Linked DNA regions of Bos taurus: region 2 is linked to region 1. Evidence: chromatin contacts called from public Hi-C data. All regions are on one chromosome and are shown on one strand. Each heading gives the region's core, a stretch centred on a gene start, on an enhancer-like site or on the middle of the called end of the contact. The rest is flanking DNA. Distances are from core to core; before and after follow the strand shown. Region 1 holds the start of NFKB2 (nuclear factor kappa B subunit 2). Region 2 overlaps SUFU (SUFU negative regulator of hedgehog signaling).

The links. A called contact is a pair of places that touch in the nucleus more often than the background predicts.
Region 2: a contact with region 1 is called in a Hi-C map of liver, with 2.1 times the contacts expected there. The contact joins the enhancer-like site here to the promoter of NFKB2 in region 1. A contact is called at or near these places in 2 of 11 Hi-C or Micro-C datasets (liver and skin fibroblasts).

Annotation. Positions count from the first base shown.
Region 1 is chr26:23,015,531-23,023,108 of ARS-UCD2.0, forward strand. NFKB2 (nuclear factor kappa B subunit 2) reads left to right here and starts at 4,042. Exons shown (of 22, transcript NM_001102101.1): 1 at 4,042-4,320; 2 at 4,602-4,683; 3 at 4,818-4,858; 4 at 5,118-5,216; 5 at 5,296-5,447; 6 at 5,712-5,818; 7 at 5,907-6,065; 8 at 6,325-6,429; 9 at 6,531-6,616; 10 at 6,695-6,833; 11 at 7,069-7,197; 12 at 7,325-7,534. The coding sequence starts at 4,300. It overlaps LOC132343951 (a long non-coding RNA gene), which reads right to left and starts at 7,345. Exons shown (of 3, transcript XR_009492987.1): 1 at 1-7,345.
Region 2 is chr26:23,201,679-23,209,256 of ARS-UCD2.0, forward strand. The region is part of intron 2 of SUFU (SUFU negative regulator of hedgehog signaling); the gene reads left to right. Among named protein-coding and RNA genes, the nearest start is that of TRIM8, 60 kb to the right of the region's middle. Within about 2 kb of position 3,958, at least 10 of the 102 cell types and tissues checked have an H3K27ac peak or open chromatin away from gene starts, as enhancers often do. A contact at or near this core is called in liver, where this site is marked.

The sequences.
Region 1 (7,578 bases), core at 2,792-5,291:
ATCGATCCCTGGTCAGGGAACTAGATCCCATCTGCTGCAGTTAGGAATTTGCATGCCATAACTAAGGCCCAGCATAGCCAAATCATTTTTTTTTTAACTATAATTAATAAAATAAAAACAGGAAAAAAACAAACATAACCAAGAATAAATGCGAATTTTCTGAGCACATAAGAATGATATCAGAACTTCCCTGGAGATCCAATGGTTAGGACTCCACACTTCCACTGTAGGGGGTAGGGGTTCCATCTCTGCTGGGGGAACTAAGATCCCACAAGCCCCATGGAGCAGCCAAAAAAATAAAGATATCAGGGAGGACGAATTACAGAGTTAGTAATAATGGGCGCACACTTCCCCATCACCCCGCCCCTCCCAATAAATGCTAGGAACAGTAAAGTATGTGGCTTTTCAAGCCCTTGGGTATTCACCTGCGTTCAGGGCTCACTGGGAAACTGTGGTTGTGAGAAAACAAGAACCCTGGGCTTCAGCTGAGAAGGAGCTTTAATTCAACTAAATAGTTTACCACCCCCTCCATGAAATGCTCTCACCTGGCTGAGACACAGGTTTTTCTTGGTTCTCCTCTGGCTCACTGACCATGTCTTTTCAATTTCCTCTTTTGGTTCCTCCTCATGTCCACAGCTTCTCAACATCAGAATGTCCCAGGGTGTAGTGCTTGTCAACTCCTTTTCTCTACATTCAATCATGGGGTAATGGTGAACACTGTCAAAACTTCAAATACCATCCATTACACTGACTTAATGTACAATTACCCCTCATCTCCTCTAGGTTCTTATATCAACACCCCTTCCCAACATCCCACACCCAATTCCTCAGCAAGTTTTATTGCCCCTGACTTTCAAATCTACCTAGAATATAACCATTTCTCCCAGTTTTACCCACTCCCACCCAAGTCTAAAGTCTCGCAATGGGGTGGGAAGACCTGCTTTGCTTTATACAAATTTAAGGTGAAGAGCTTTGTGCTAGAGTTAAGAGACTGGGTTTGATTCTCACTCTGTCCCTTTCAAGCCATGTATTTGGTTATGTTACTTCTCCTCTCTGAGTCTTAACTTTATCAGTTTGGGCTTCCCTGGTGGCTCAGTGGTAAAGAATCCATCTGCCAATGCAGGAGATGCAAGAGACTCTGTTTCAATCCTTGGGTCTCAACCCAGGGATCCTCTGGAGAAGGAAATGGCGATCCACTCCAGTATTCTTGCCTGGAAAATTTCATGGACAGAGGCACAGTCCTGGAAGGCTACATACAGTCCATGGGGTCGCAAAGAGTCAGAGACGGCTGTGCAACTGAATACACATACATCTTCACATAGTATCTGGCACATTCAATTTGCAGGCAAGATGAAGAGGGGGAAGTGACAGGAAATTACCCAAATCAAGGGCCACAATAGTCTCCCTTTATGCAGAGCTCCGAGAAGGCGATGGCACCCCACTCCAATACTCTTGCCTGGAAAATCCCATGCATGGAGGAGCCTGGTGGGCTGCAGTCCATGGGGTCACTAAGAGTCGGGCACGACTGAGCAACTTCACTTTCACTTTTCACTTGCATGCATTGGAGAAGGAAATGGCAACCCACTCCAGTGTTCTTGCCTGGAGAATCCCAGGGACGGGAGAGCCTGATGGGCTGCTGTCTATGGGGTTGCACAGAGTCGGAACACGACTGAAGCGACTTAGCAGCAGTAGCAGCAGCATGCAGAGCTACTGCAGGCCTGTAATTCTGTTATTAAGGTCAGGGGCAAGCTGCAGGCAAGGTTTGAAACAACAGCCTGTGTTCTACCATGGTGAGCCTAAGGGAGGACATCTCCCAAAATGGAGATTACTCATGGCACCTCCTGAAAAGAAATTCTACCAACCAGAAATGTCCAGCCCCAGAGGTCAGTACTTTGTGAATCTGTGCTGACCTTGCTGCCGCTAGAAGTGTCTAAGCAGGGACTTCCCTGTGGTCCAGTGGCTAAGACTTCGCACTCCCAATGCAGGGGGCCCAGATTCCATCCCTGGTCAGGGAACTAGACACAATGAAGACAGAAGATCTCAACAAAGATCTCAACTAAGACCCAGTGCAGCCAAATTATATATCTATATCTTTAAAGTAAGCGGACATTGGAAACTATATAAAAAGGTAATTTCTTACATCAAAGGCATTTGAACTAATAATTTTGGATGACTTTTCAACTCTAATATTCCAAACTTCCGTGATCGATGAGCAAGACCTGAGTTTCCCAGATAAATACCTCCTTTCCCTTATCCTCGGAAGACTTCCTGAGCTCAGGTCTGAAAGTCTGGCCAGCTGTTAAATGTTCTGTCATTTACAGAACAAGCTTCAGGTCCAGACACTTTCTTCCCGGGAAGATTGAGAGTATTACGGAGTCTCCATGAGGCTCCAGAGGGGCCACCAGATGGCACTCTAGAACCTACTGCAAGATCAACTTCCTTCCTCTTCCTCTAAGTCTTCCCGGCAGCCGGGCCCGCTCCGGGCGGGACCAGAGGGCTGAGGCATATCAGCTTCCCCCTGGGGTTCCCCGACTTCAGAGGTGGCCGAGCATTAGGCGGAGCATAGAACCGAGTAGCAGCAGGGGCTTCCAGCCGGCTTGGACAGGCCTGGGTGTGAGGAGACCGGAGCCAGGTCCCTCGGCTGGGGAATGGCGCTCGGTCAGCGGATCCCGCAGCGGGTTGGCAGAGCTAGTGCCTGTCTGAGGGTCATTCTCACTCTGGCTTCCAGAGCTACACAAATGTTTCTCCTCCAAGGGGCGCCCCAGAGTCACTCCCGATTGGTTGTGTAAGTCCAGGAGTTAAACTTTCAGCCAATGAAAAAGGGCATGGCGAGTGACGCACGGAAACGTCACGGGAATTCCCCCCTCCCGGGGGCGGTAAAGGGGCTTTCCCGGCTGCAGTCCTGGTGGTGGGAGAGGTGTCGCGACCCGTCCGAGGTGGGTCCGGCCGGGAGAGAATCCTGAACCGGAGCCGCCGCCGCGGTGAGTGGCCGGGTTCAGACCCCTGGGTGGTGGGACACCGGCAAGGGTGGGAGGAGGGTCCTTAGCTGACCGAGCCCTAGAGCTGAAGAGCGGCATCTGCGCATTCAGAGAGCGCGTATACGAACATGACACGCGGATACACATCGATATCCTTGTACAAAGACACGGGGCGTACGTCCATCTACACGTATGCCCGCAGATGCACAGGATCGTCCATGCACTCAGACTCGCACACACATGCATACGCAAAGCACACTCACCCGTGCACAAGTGCCTGGACACACACCCTCCACGCAGAAACTCAACGACAGGTTCACCTGTGCCCTCAGATACATGCTGACATGTGTCCACACTAATAAGTTTAAGGACTCTCACCTGTACACGCATGTTCACGTCATGCACACAATGCGCAAGCACATGGGCTGAAACATAGACACCTGTGATGTACCTATGTTACATACGGCCATGGGACAGGGGCGGGGGAGGTGCACCCAAAGCAGGTGCGGTGTGGGAATCAACGACTGTTGAGATTTTCGGGAAGAGAGAATGGAGGTGCCCATCCCAACACCCCCTCTGGCCCCTTGGCCTCAGAGACTGCTTCTCGGGACAGAACCCCGGGGCCCTCTACTCGGAAGAGCCCCCACCTACAGGCCTTCGGGGAGGAGGCCTTCCTACAGCAGGAATGTCCCCCCAAAACCCCCCGGGGTGAATCAGCCGTGGCCTCCCTGAGGGTAGAAAATCCCAAGGTTGCTCCAGGACGGGGGAGGGGAAGGGGGAGAGGAGGGGCCGGGCCCCGGACTAGGAGCTTCCTCCGGCCTTGAAAGACCCCCAGTCCCCGGCGCCGGCCCTGGAGAGAGGGGGGGGGGCCCCCAACCCCGCGGGGCCTTCCCTGGGTCTGATTGCCCCTCTGCTTGCAGAGACGCTGCCGGCGCCCTCTGGCCAGCGAGAGGACCTCACGCCCCTCCCGCCAGGGGGCGTGGCCAGTGGCGTCATTTCCAGGCCCGCCCCCCTGGCCCCTCCTCCCCCTGGTATTTTCGGGACTTTCCTAAGCTGTTCTAACTTTCCTGCCCCTTCCCCGGCCTGGCCCAGCCCAGCTCCGGATCTCGCCCTCCACCGGATCCTGCCCGCCACACCCGGACGGGTAGCTGGAGGAGATCGGACCCTCCCCTAAATTTGGGCCCCCCTCTCCCCCCAACTCCCGTCCTGATCTGTCTCTCCCTACACCCGCCACTCCTCCCCACCTAAGGCGGGCGCCTGAAACTCTGGGAAACAGAACCCGGCCGAAGCCACCGGACAGAGCCGGGCCTAGCCCAGAGTCATGGACAGTTGCTACGACCCAGTGAGTCACGCCGCCTGGCTCCAAAGCCTGCCGGCCACCCCCTGTGCCTGTCTGCTTGTTTGCCTGCCTGTCCTAGTCCCTTCTACTCCCTTACACCTCTAATGTCCTCAGATTATTTCACCCTGCCTGTCAGTCACTCTCTGCAAACTGCTTTCAGTAGGAGCTTTTTTATGGGCCTGCCTAGGAGAGGGGGTGATTGCTAATGCTTTAGAGAGCTGAGAGGTGGGGGGTTCTGGGGGTGGCTCAGAATCAGCTGCCATCCCAGTCTGTCTCCATACCAGGGTCTGGATGGCATCATTGAATATGATGATTTCAAATTCAACCCGTCCATTGTGGAGCCCAAGGAGCCAGCCCCAGAGACAGGTTAATAAGTCCCCTGACCTGCCCTTGTCTTGGAGGGAGGGGGAGGGAGGAGGAGGGAGGAGCATGTGGTGTGTGCCCTCTGTCTTGGGAATGGGCTCAAAGGTCCTGGCTCAGCAAGGCTCCTCTGTCCCCAGCTGATGGTCCCTACCTGGTGATCGTGGAACAGCCTAAGCAGGTGAGCAAGTAGAAGGGATGGTGTGGGATGGCTTCAGCTTTGGGGGCAAGTGGGACAGTTGTAGCTGGCTGGCCACAGGGAGGGTAACTATCACAGAGCCACTTCAGGTTGGGATCGTTAGCAGCTGCTGATCACAGTGGCATTATGGTGATTCAGGATACACACGTCTAGTCATTATGGTCACTGCTGGCTGGGGATATGGCTGGTGAGGGGGGATGTTTCTCCTGGTCACAATGTCACTCTGCCCTGGCACCTTCAGCGAGGCTTCCGATTTCGATATGGCTGTGAAGGCCCTTCCCATGGAGGACTGCCAGGAGCCTCTAGCGAGAAGGGCCGGAAGACTTATCCCACTGTCAAGGTGAGCCAGAGTGGTGCTGGAGGGTGGGCTAGTGGACAGTGTGTCCATGGGCATTACTGACAGCCCTCACCCCTCACAGATCTGTAACTACGAGGGACCTGCCAAGATTGAGGTGGACCTGGTAACACACAGTGACCCGCCTCGTGCCCATGCCCACAGTCTGGTGGGCAAACAGTGCTCGGAGCTGGGGGTCTGCGCAGTGTCTGTGGGGCCCAAGGACATGACTGCCCAGTAGGTGTCCGGTGCCCCCTACCCTGGTCCCCACTGGTGTGCCCCTTCATCGCTTGCCAGTCCTAGGTCCCAGCCCACCTTTGTGAGCTTAGCATCTGACCAAGGGGAAAGACTCTGGTTGGCCCCAGAACCCAGGGCCCCAAGTAAAAACTAGAAAAGCTTCCTAGAGGAAGTAGAGCAGGGCCAAGCCTTGGCAGTGGGGAGGGTGCCTCAGGAGGAAAGAACTGCCTGCAAGGCCCCTGACTTCTCCCTGCCCCCACACAGATTTAACAACCTGGGTGTCCTCCATGTGACCAAAAAGAACATGATGGAGATTATGATACAAAAACTTCAGAGGCAGCGTCTTCGCTCCAGGCCCCAGGGCCTTACGGGTATGGGGGATATGGAGGGAGTCATGGGAGGTGGTCATGGAAGGAATAGAGGAGGAGTCCAGGGGTCACATGTATGCCCACTGTCCAGAGGCTGAGCGTCGAGAGCTGGAGCAGGAGGCCAAGGAACTGAAGAAGGTGATGGATCTGAGCATTGTGCGACTGCGCTTTTCTGCCTTCCTTCGAGCCAGTGATGGCTCCTTCTCTCTGCCCCTGAAGCCAGTTATCTCCCAGCCCATACATGACAGCAGTGAGTATCCTGACCACCTGGGGTGCTGGGTCTGGGTGCCACAGGTAGTGTGGAGGGCAGCCTCGAACTGTGGATTTGAACTTGGCCCCACCATGTATGAGCTGAGTGATCTTGAGGAAGTCACGTCCCCTCTCTGAGTAAATGAAGATACTGGCAGTTCCTGTGTCTCTTGGGGTTGTTAAAATACAAAGCACCTGGCTCCCTAGTTGGGGCCATGGCTATTGTATCATCTCAAGTAACTGATATGCCATCTCCATAGAGTCTCCTGGAGCCTCAAACCTGAAGATTTCTCGAATGGACAAGACAGCTGGCTCTGTGCGGGGTGGAGATGAGGTTTATCTGCTCTGTGACAAGGTGCAGAAAGGTGAGGCTGGAGCCCAGGCTGGGAGCTAGCGATGGGTATCAAGCTTGGGGAACAACACAGCTTCAGGACAAATGGCCCTATAGATTCAATTTTCCCTGTAGATGACATTGAGGTTCGGTTCTACGAGGATGATGAGAATGGATGGCAGGCCTTTGGGGACTTCTCTCCCACAGATGTTCACAAACAGGTACCCTAGGGCCAGGGCTGGGGCTGGGCTCAAATTAAGTCAAGACCTTAATGACACCTATGTCCTCCTTCCCCCTAGTATGCCATTGTGTTCCGGACACCTCCCTATCACAAGATGAAGATTGAGCGTCCTGTAACCGTGTTCCTGCAACTGAAACGCAAGCGTGGGGGGGACGTCTCTGACTCCAAACAGTTCACCTATTATCCTCTGGTAGAAGGTGGAGCTGGGCTGAAGATCCCAGGGGGGCTGGAGACGGGGGCTTGACTGGAGGGTCCCAAGAACTAGATCAGGGGACCCATGAGTGAAATCAGGAGTAGGGAATGTCCCAGAAAGAGGTGGCCCTAGGAGCCAGCCTGAGGGTTTTTGGGGGAAAGGCCATTACCAGAGTGGGACAGGGCTCTTGAGGCTGGTGCGAGTTGGGGTTTTAACATCTCATTTCCCTCTACCCCTAGACAAGGAGGAGGTGCAGCGGAAGCGGAGGAAAGCCTTGCCCACCTTCTCCCAGCCCTTTGGGGGTGGCTCCCACATGGGTGGAGGCTCTGGGGGCTCGGCTGGGGGTTATGGAGGAGCTGGAGGAGGAGGTGAGGTGGTGCTGGTGGCAGGAAGGGCAATGGAGGAGGATGGGATAAAGGGGAGAAAAGTTGTGGGGAAGAAATCTGGGAGAGTCCTCCTGGTGCCCTCTCCCCACAGTCCTGCCTGTATCCACAGGTGGCAGCCTCGGCTTTTTCCCCTCCTCCTTGGCCTACAGCCCCTACCAGTCGGGCGCGGCCCCAATGGGCTGCTACCCGGGAGGCGGGGGTGGGGCGCAGATGGCCGCCGAGACGCCTAGTGTGGATGCTGGGGAGGAAGCAGCAGAGCCGAGCGCGCCCCCCGGGACGCCCCAGCGCGAACAGCAAACCCCGGAGCTGCTGCATCGAGGTATGACCTCGGGAATCCCAGCGGTCGGGACGCTGTGGGTGGGG
Region 2 (7,578 bases), core at 2,708-5,207, 190 kb after region 1:
ATATAGAATCAAATATATGGTAATGTTGTGACCAAAATAAAACTACAGCCGCTGCAATCTTAAAAAAAAAAAAAGAAATGTGGAGAAAAATATGTATAGTAAGTTATTTATATAAGAAAACATGTTTTTCTTTATATGTTTTAAGTGGAAGGATAAACTATTATTTTTTAAATGATGATCTATGAAAAAAGGAACAGAATGTAGAGGAAGCCAGATTTCTCTAAATAGACTTTGTTTTTAGGTTTTTGACTTTGGAGTGATGTAAATTTTATTTAATTACAAAGCAAACAAAAAAGCCTATAATATTACCAAAATACTCCTTATAAGATAGAATGTGATTGATCTATATTTCGCATTGTATAAATTTGGTAGTTTATAACCAGATGTATTTGATCCTCATTCAGTTCAGTTCAGTTGAGTCACTCAGTCATGTCCTTTTTGCGACCCCATGGACTGCAGCATGCCAGGCTTCCATGTCCATCACCAACTCCTGGAGCGTGCTCAAACTCGTGTCCATCAAGTTGGTGATGCCATCCAACCATCTTATCCTCTGTCGTCCCCTTTTCCTCCTGCCTTCAATCTTTCCCAGCATCAAGGTCTTTTCCAATGAGTCACTTCTTTGCATCAGGTGGCCCAAGTATTGGAGCTTCAGCTTCAACATCAGTTCTTCCAATGAATACTCAGGACTGATTTCCTTCAGGATTGACTGGTTTGATCTCCTTGCTGTTGGTCCTCATTATATTCTACAAAAGCATTGAGGAAATTTGAGTAAGAAAGTGTAATAATACAGTGAAGATTTCTAGATAAGAAGATTGTCTTGTTTGCTTTGTTTAAAGATTGTTAATGCATATCAGTAATGGAGAAAATGACATTACTACCTAATATTGAAAAATGAAAGGTGTCTGTCTTCTGAAAAAAATTATAAAACAAAAACCAAAATGAACATTTTTCCTGTGTTGGTTTTCTGTGCTATAAAACTGATTTTCACAAAGTTAATGACTTAAAACAACACATGTTTATTATTAGTTTCTTTGGGTTAGTGGTCTAGACCTAGCTTTGACAGGTCCTCGGCTTAGGGTCTCACAAGGCTGATATGGAAATGGCTGCAGGCTGCATCCTTATTTGGAGGCTATACTGGGGAGAGATTGCTTCCAAGTTCCCTCAGGTTGTTGGCAGAATTCCTTTCCTTATGGCTGTAGGATTCAATGCAGCTTGCTTCTTCAAAGCCAGCAGTGCAGTCTCTGGTGTGTGTGTGTGTGTGTGTATCTCAACAGTCCTTTTTTTTTTTTTTTTTTAAGAGTTTTCACCTAATTCAGTCAAGTACACCAAAAATTATCTCCCCTATAATTAACTCAGAATCATTTGTTTGGGCCTCATATCCATTAGGATGGCTACTGTTAAAAAAAAAAAAAAGAAAAAGAAAACACCAGAAAATAATGTGTTGACGAGGATGTGGAGAAACTGGAAACCTCATGCACCACTGGTATGAATGTAAAATGGTACAGCCACTGTGGAAAATAGCACAGAGGTTTCTCGAAACATTAAACATAGAATTACTGTATGGTTAAGTAATTCCACTTCCAGGTATATATCCAAAAGAATTGAAAAGCAGAGTCTCCAAGAGTTACTCATACACCCATGTTCATAGCAGCATTATTCACAAGAGCCAAAAAGGAGAAGCAACCCAGTGCCCATCCACAGAAGAATGGATGGATAAAATGTAGTGCATGCATACAGCCTTAAAAAGGAAGGCAATTGTGACGCTTTCTACAACATGAGTGAACCTTGAGGACATTATTCTAAGTGAACTAAGCCTGTCACAAAAGGACAAATATTGGATGGTTCCATTTACATGTGGTACCTGGAGTAGCCAGCTTCACAGAGACAAAAAGTAGATTGGTGATTGCCAGGAGCAGGAGAGAGTGGAGAATTGGGAGTTGTTGTTTAATGGGTACAAAGTTTCAGTTTTGCAAGAAAAGAGTTTTGGAGATTGTTTGCACAACAAGGTGGATGTACATAATAATATTGAATTGTTCACTTAGATTGTTCAGATGGTAAATTTTATTTTATGTGTATTTTAGTACAAGAAAAGAATTTAAAAATCAAATGATTAGAGATCTTAATAATGTGTAAAATCCCTTCACTTTCATATTCTCTTGGAAACCAACAGGTTGCAGGTCTTGCCCACACTCAAAGGGAGAGAATACAGGATATGAACACCAGGTGGTGGGGAATCATGGGGACTTCCTTAAAGTTGACCTAAAAATTCAAAGCAAAATGTAGCAAACGAAATTCACAACATATCCAACTAGAGAAAAGCCTGCGCAGCAATGAAGACCAAGCACAGCCAAAAAAAAAAAATCTTTTAAAAAAATCTGTGTTCATAGTAATACTTAAAAACGTAAATAAACAAGGTCCTGCTGTATAGCATAGAAGCTATATTCAACACCTCTGATCTTGAATATATCAGTGTCAATATATTTATGTATGTATATATATAATCAGTATATTCGATATATATACATATATGTATAACTGAATCAGCTTGCTGTACAGCAGAAATTAACATAACATTGTAAATCAACCAACTTCAGTAAAATAAATTTTTAAGAAAAGGCAATCAAACCAGAAGAACCTCATTTGATCATCTTTTTAGAAGATACGACCATTTATCATTCTGAAAACTAGCAAATAAAGGAAAAGAGCCACACATTTGATCTGCCTTTCCTGTAAAAATTACCTCAAGATAACTTTAGAGATGATTTCCAGCTAAAAAAGCTATAAAGAATGATAGAATCGTGTTTGCAACCTTCCAATGAAATACTAGATCTAGCTAGCGTCATCACTGTCTGCTAACATCACAGTCTAGCTCTAAGCTTTGGTGTTTACAAGAAACATCAAGGGACAGAGCAGCATGCTGAATAACACCATGGGGATGCAAACAGCAAAATTCTGACTGGGAAATTCTACTGGACAAAAAACCTGTTTCCTTCAATAAGGAGAAAAAAAAAAAAAAAAACTTTGAGATTAGAAGGCTTAAAAAGTAAACCATCTAATGGGTTAGATTCCTGGGTTGGGAAGAGGAGGAGGGCATGGCAACTGGAGGAGGGCATGGCAACCCACTCCAGTATTCTTGCCTGGAGAATCCTCATGGACAGAGAGGAACCTGGTGGGCTACAGTCCATAGGGTCACAAAGAGTCAGACACGACTGAGTGACTAAGCACAGCACAGCACGTCTAAATACACTGTATGGTCCTTGTTTGAATAGTAATTTGATCAAACCAACTGTCAAAGACATTTATGGAAGATCAATTTGAACAATAACTTTGATATGTGATAATCAGAAACTACTGTCAAATTTTTTAGGTTTGATGCCTGTAATTGTGGTTATGCTTTTAAAAGTGTCCTTACCATTTAGAGATCAAAACTAAGATATTCATGGGTGAATTGATATAATATCTGAGATTTACTTCAAAGTAATCATATGAGGTTAGGGTGGAGGCTGGGGGGAGTGGTTATAGATGATTTAGAACTGCCCATGAGAGTTGATAATTAGTATAGCTAAGTGATATTTGGGAATTTATTGTATTATTTTCTCTACTTTGGTTGAAAATTCACCTTGACAAGTTGTTTGGTTTGTTTCTAAGCCTAAGTTTCAGACCAGGAGTCGCAAAAAAACATATGAAATATTTTAATGTAATTTGGAGAGATTTGAAGTACAAAGCTGTACGATGGGCTGGCCAAGTCTTAGCAGATTTAGTAAGAAAGAACTCCTTGAAAATTCTCTTCTCTAATACTCAGGTCACCACTGTACCGAAATGCTTTCCTTTCTCCTGTTTCACTGTGGTTGGTGGTTGGGAGAAGGGTTGAAGTTCACTCGTTTTGGTTTGATTGATTCACCAGTTTCCCCTGCTGCCTGACTGCATCTGGTGACTCACTCAGGAATGACTTCTTCCTGAGAGTACTAGGGTGAATGAAGCCTGAGCTCCACCCCAGGCCTGCCATTGAATGGTTCCACCTTGCTTACATCTGAACTCATAGCTGGGATGAGGGCAGACATGTTTTCTTAAATGAGGATGGCACTTGAGAGAAGACTTGCTTTTCTCACCTATGTAACTTCTTACCTGGTTCCAGAAGGTTTCTCTCTTCATATTCGTTGGAAACCAAACGCTTTATGTACATAAAGCCTGGGCAGAACCAGGTTCTTCCCCTGAAAGGAACTGGAGCCACATCCTGTCTTCACCATCCTCTTTGCTGAAGGAAAAACAGAGATGGTTGTTTTATCTGCACCTTCCTAGCCTGTGCGTGCCAACGGTACACCTCTCTCCACTCCCAAAGCAAGTGCAAAATGACAACAAAGCAAAAAAGTACCTTAGAGTGTCCCTCCAGGCTTCCAGACTTCTGCAAAGGAGCAAAATGCCCTTCCTCTGGAATTCAGGCAGAATGAGGTCTGTGCTAAAGTTCTTTGACTCAGAGATACGAATGCAGCTTTGTTCCATAGTAAGAGTGCTTCTCCTCTGTTTATCCTAACAAATGTGAATAGCAGGTATGTGTGGTCGTCTTCACCTGGGCTTGTCAGGTGGCTGGTCTATAGCTGTGTATACAGATCTTAGATTTTAGACCTTTTTTCTTTTTTTTTGAAGAGAACAGCTGACTTTATTCTTAAAATGATCAAATAGCAAATGTTGATTGTCAAAGTATCATGAACAAAATCACTTAACAGGTCTTGCCCTTGTCCCCAGAGATCTTGTATCTCAAAGAGCATAAAAACAGCCTATTAATAGAAATTTAAAATAATATCCTAAGATTTTAGACTTCTTAAGAGCAATGTTAACCCTGAGCTGTAAAGCAGTAAGAATGCTAGAAGTGCGGGTAAGAACCAGTGTACAGAAATAGGACCAAGAACAAAAGTTGCAAGGGAGAGAAAGGGGATTGTTTTTATGTAACTGACCATAACCACCAAGAGAAGAAAAATAAAGTAACAGGAAAAGTTTGAAATCTGTGGCAACAGGACCAGCATCATCAGTCTGGTTAATTTAGAAGGTGGAGCATTTGTTTAAGAAATTAAAAGCTTAGATGGTGAAAGTTCCACTGGTGACATGTTAGATGTGAGCCAAGGGTGGCCCCCTAGCTTCCTGGCTGGGCCAGATCTGTGTCACTGCACACAGAGTTCCTGAGGCATTTCTGAGGTATCAAGGAGGAGTTCTTTCTGATTTTATTTTTTTAAGTGTATTAATAATATGTAAGTACATTTTTTGAGGCTAAAAATTCAGATTCTACAGATAAAGCCCTCCTTAACCACACAACCCAATCTCAGGCCCCTCCCTAAAAAAAGTCATTTATCTGTATGACCATCTAGACACTTTTTTTTTTCTGTGTATTCACCTTCTTCTAGGTACCTAAAGAAATGAGATGGGTTTACTTTTTTTTTTCCTTCTTTAATGTAAGTGAAATGATACTGTTCTTCACAGATAGATTTTTCAATTAACAGTATGTCTTGCAGATCTTTCCATGTCAATTATGAAGTTTATCTATTTTTTTCCTTTTTACTGTTGCCTATGATTTGGTAGCATGTTTAGGCCATCATTTAACCATTTTCTTAGTGATGCACATTCAGGCTGTTTCACTTTTTCCATGATCACAAACAATGCACCAATGCTGCAACCATCCTTGTTCACTCCTCCTTGGGCACATGTTCTGCTGTAGGGTAGATGCTAAGAAGTAGAATGATTGAGTCAAAGGGAATGTATCTTTATTAATAGTTTCTGCCATGTGGCCCTCTACAGTGACTATGCTAGTTTACATATTTGTTGTTTAGTTGCTAAGTTGTGTCCGACTCTTTTGTGACCCCATGGACTATAGCCCGCCAGTCTCCTTTGTCCATCGGATTTCCCCGACAGGAATACTGGAGTGGGTTGCCACTTCCTTTTCTAGAGGACTTTTCCGACCCAGGGATTGAACCTGCGTCTCCAGCATTGGCAGGAGGATTCTTTACCACTGAGCCACCATGGAAGCATTAGCAACTAAATGGATTTTCCTGTGGATTTAAATACTAGTCTCTTTAGGAAAGAGGCAGAAGGAGTAGAAGCATGCAGTTGATTTTAAAACTTTAAAACATCTCTTGGCATGTAGGGGTTGCAAGTTTAAAATCTTTTTTGTTATTTTGGCTTTTGGAACAAAGGAGCTTGGAATCTGCTCTGCGTGTAGGTGGTGAGTCCTCTGCCAGTTCAGAAGAGTGAGAGGAGCACGGACAGGTTTTGCCCAGTTACTAGCCTCTGGGCAGAAGACTCCGCCTTTACATTCTGACAGATGTCTAAACACATGGAGCTGCTTTAAGAGAGAAGTGAAAGCATCTGCCAGTTTAGGACTCAGGGCTTTCTGGAAGGCCCCGAATTCCTTACAGGAGGGTATGGCCATGGTGGGTGGAGGAACAGGATTTGACTAGTGACAGCTGCTACCTGTGGCAGATAGATCCCTACGAGCTCCCACTGCAGTCAAGGGCCTCGCCATCCACACGGGGAGAATGAGGGTGTCGCACTGGGACCCTGTGTGTGTGGACATGGAGTGTCCGGGATCTGCCGTCGGCCTCTGGGGTTATTCCCACTACCAGATAGAGAGCCCGTCCTGAGACTCACTTTTGGGGGAGGACCCTGGGGGCCACTGGCAGCCTACCAGCCCCCTCCTGCACTGATTTTGCTGAGTTTCTCTGTTATGAAAGGGGTCTCCCTTCCCCTGCATCGTTTGCCTTTGTATCTGTGTCTTTGAGGAAGAGGGAGGAAGGTGGAGAGCCAGAGGTTGTTGAGAAAATACATAGGGAAACAATTTTGAGTCTCCTTGGACTGGCTTTCCAATCCTTGGCAATTCCTTTGATTCTGGACGAAACCTAGAAGAAATATCCTTTGCTTTCCCCTTCAGTTTTGTAAGAACAAGCACGTCTCCTCTTGCTCTTCCTGACTTAATCAAGTGGTATGGCACGCCCACTTCCCCAGCAGTGTCTTGCAGCCACATTGAGCCAGATTAATGTCACACAGAACTAGTTGAAGGACTCTCTCTAACCAAACACTCAGATTCACTTTTCCAGTCTAGAGAAACTGCCTTCAGGAGTTCTAAAAGGTGGGAGAGGGGTTGAATTCTTGCTTCCACCCCTTGACCAGGTTGGAAAAGCTTGACACCATCCACCCAGCTATGAAGAACTTTGCCTGCTGGCCACGAAAGCCCGTTAACACACGTACAGGCAATCTGTCTCTCTCCCGCCTCCACACACTGTTTGTTTGTTTTGTGGTTATTTCCTTCTTTCTTAAAGAAAGAATCCTGTCTCGGCCTTTCTTTGGAGGAGTGTGATTTGAAGCGCTGCAGCGGGGCGATTGTGCAATCCGGCTCCTGGAATCTCCTTCCTACAGTCTGCTGTGCATGTGTGCGCAGAAGGGCAGGGGTGCCAGATTCTGTTGTTCCATACCAATCGAAGCTTCTAAACTCCTGTGTCCCCCTCATACTGTCTGCTTACAGTACTCAAGTGTTAAAGGGGAATTTCCCAGGACACAGTCAGTTTTTTGCTCCTATGTGATACACATACATAT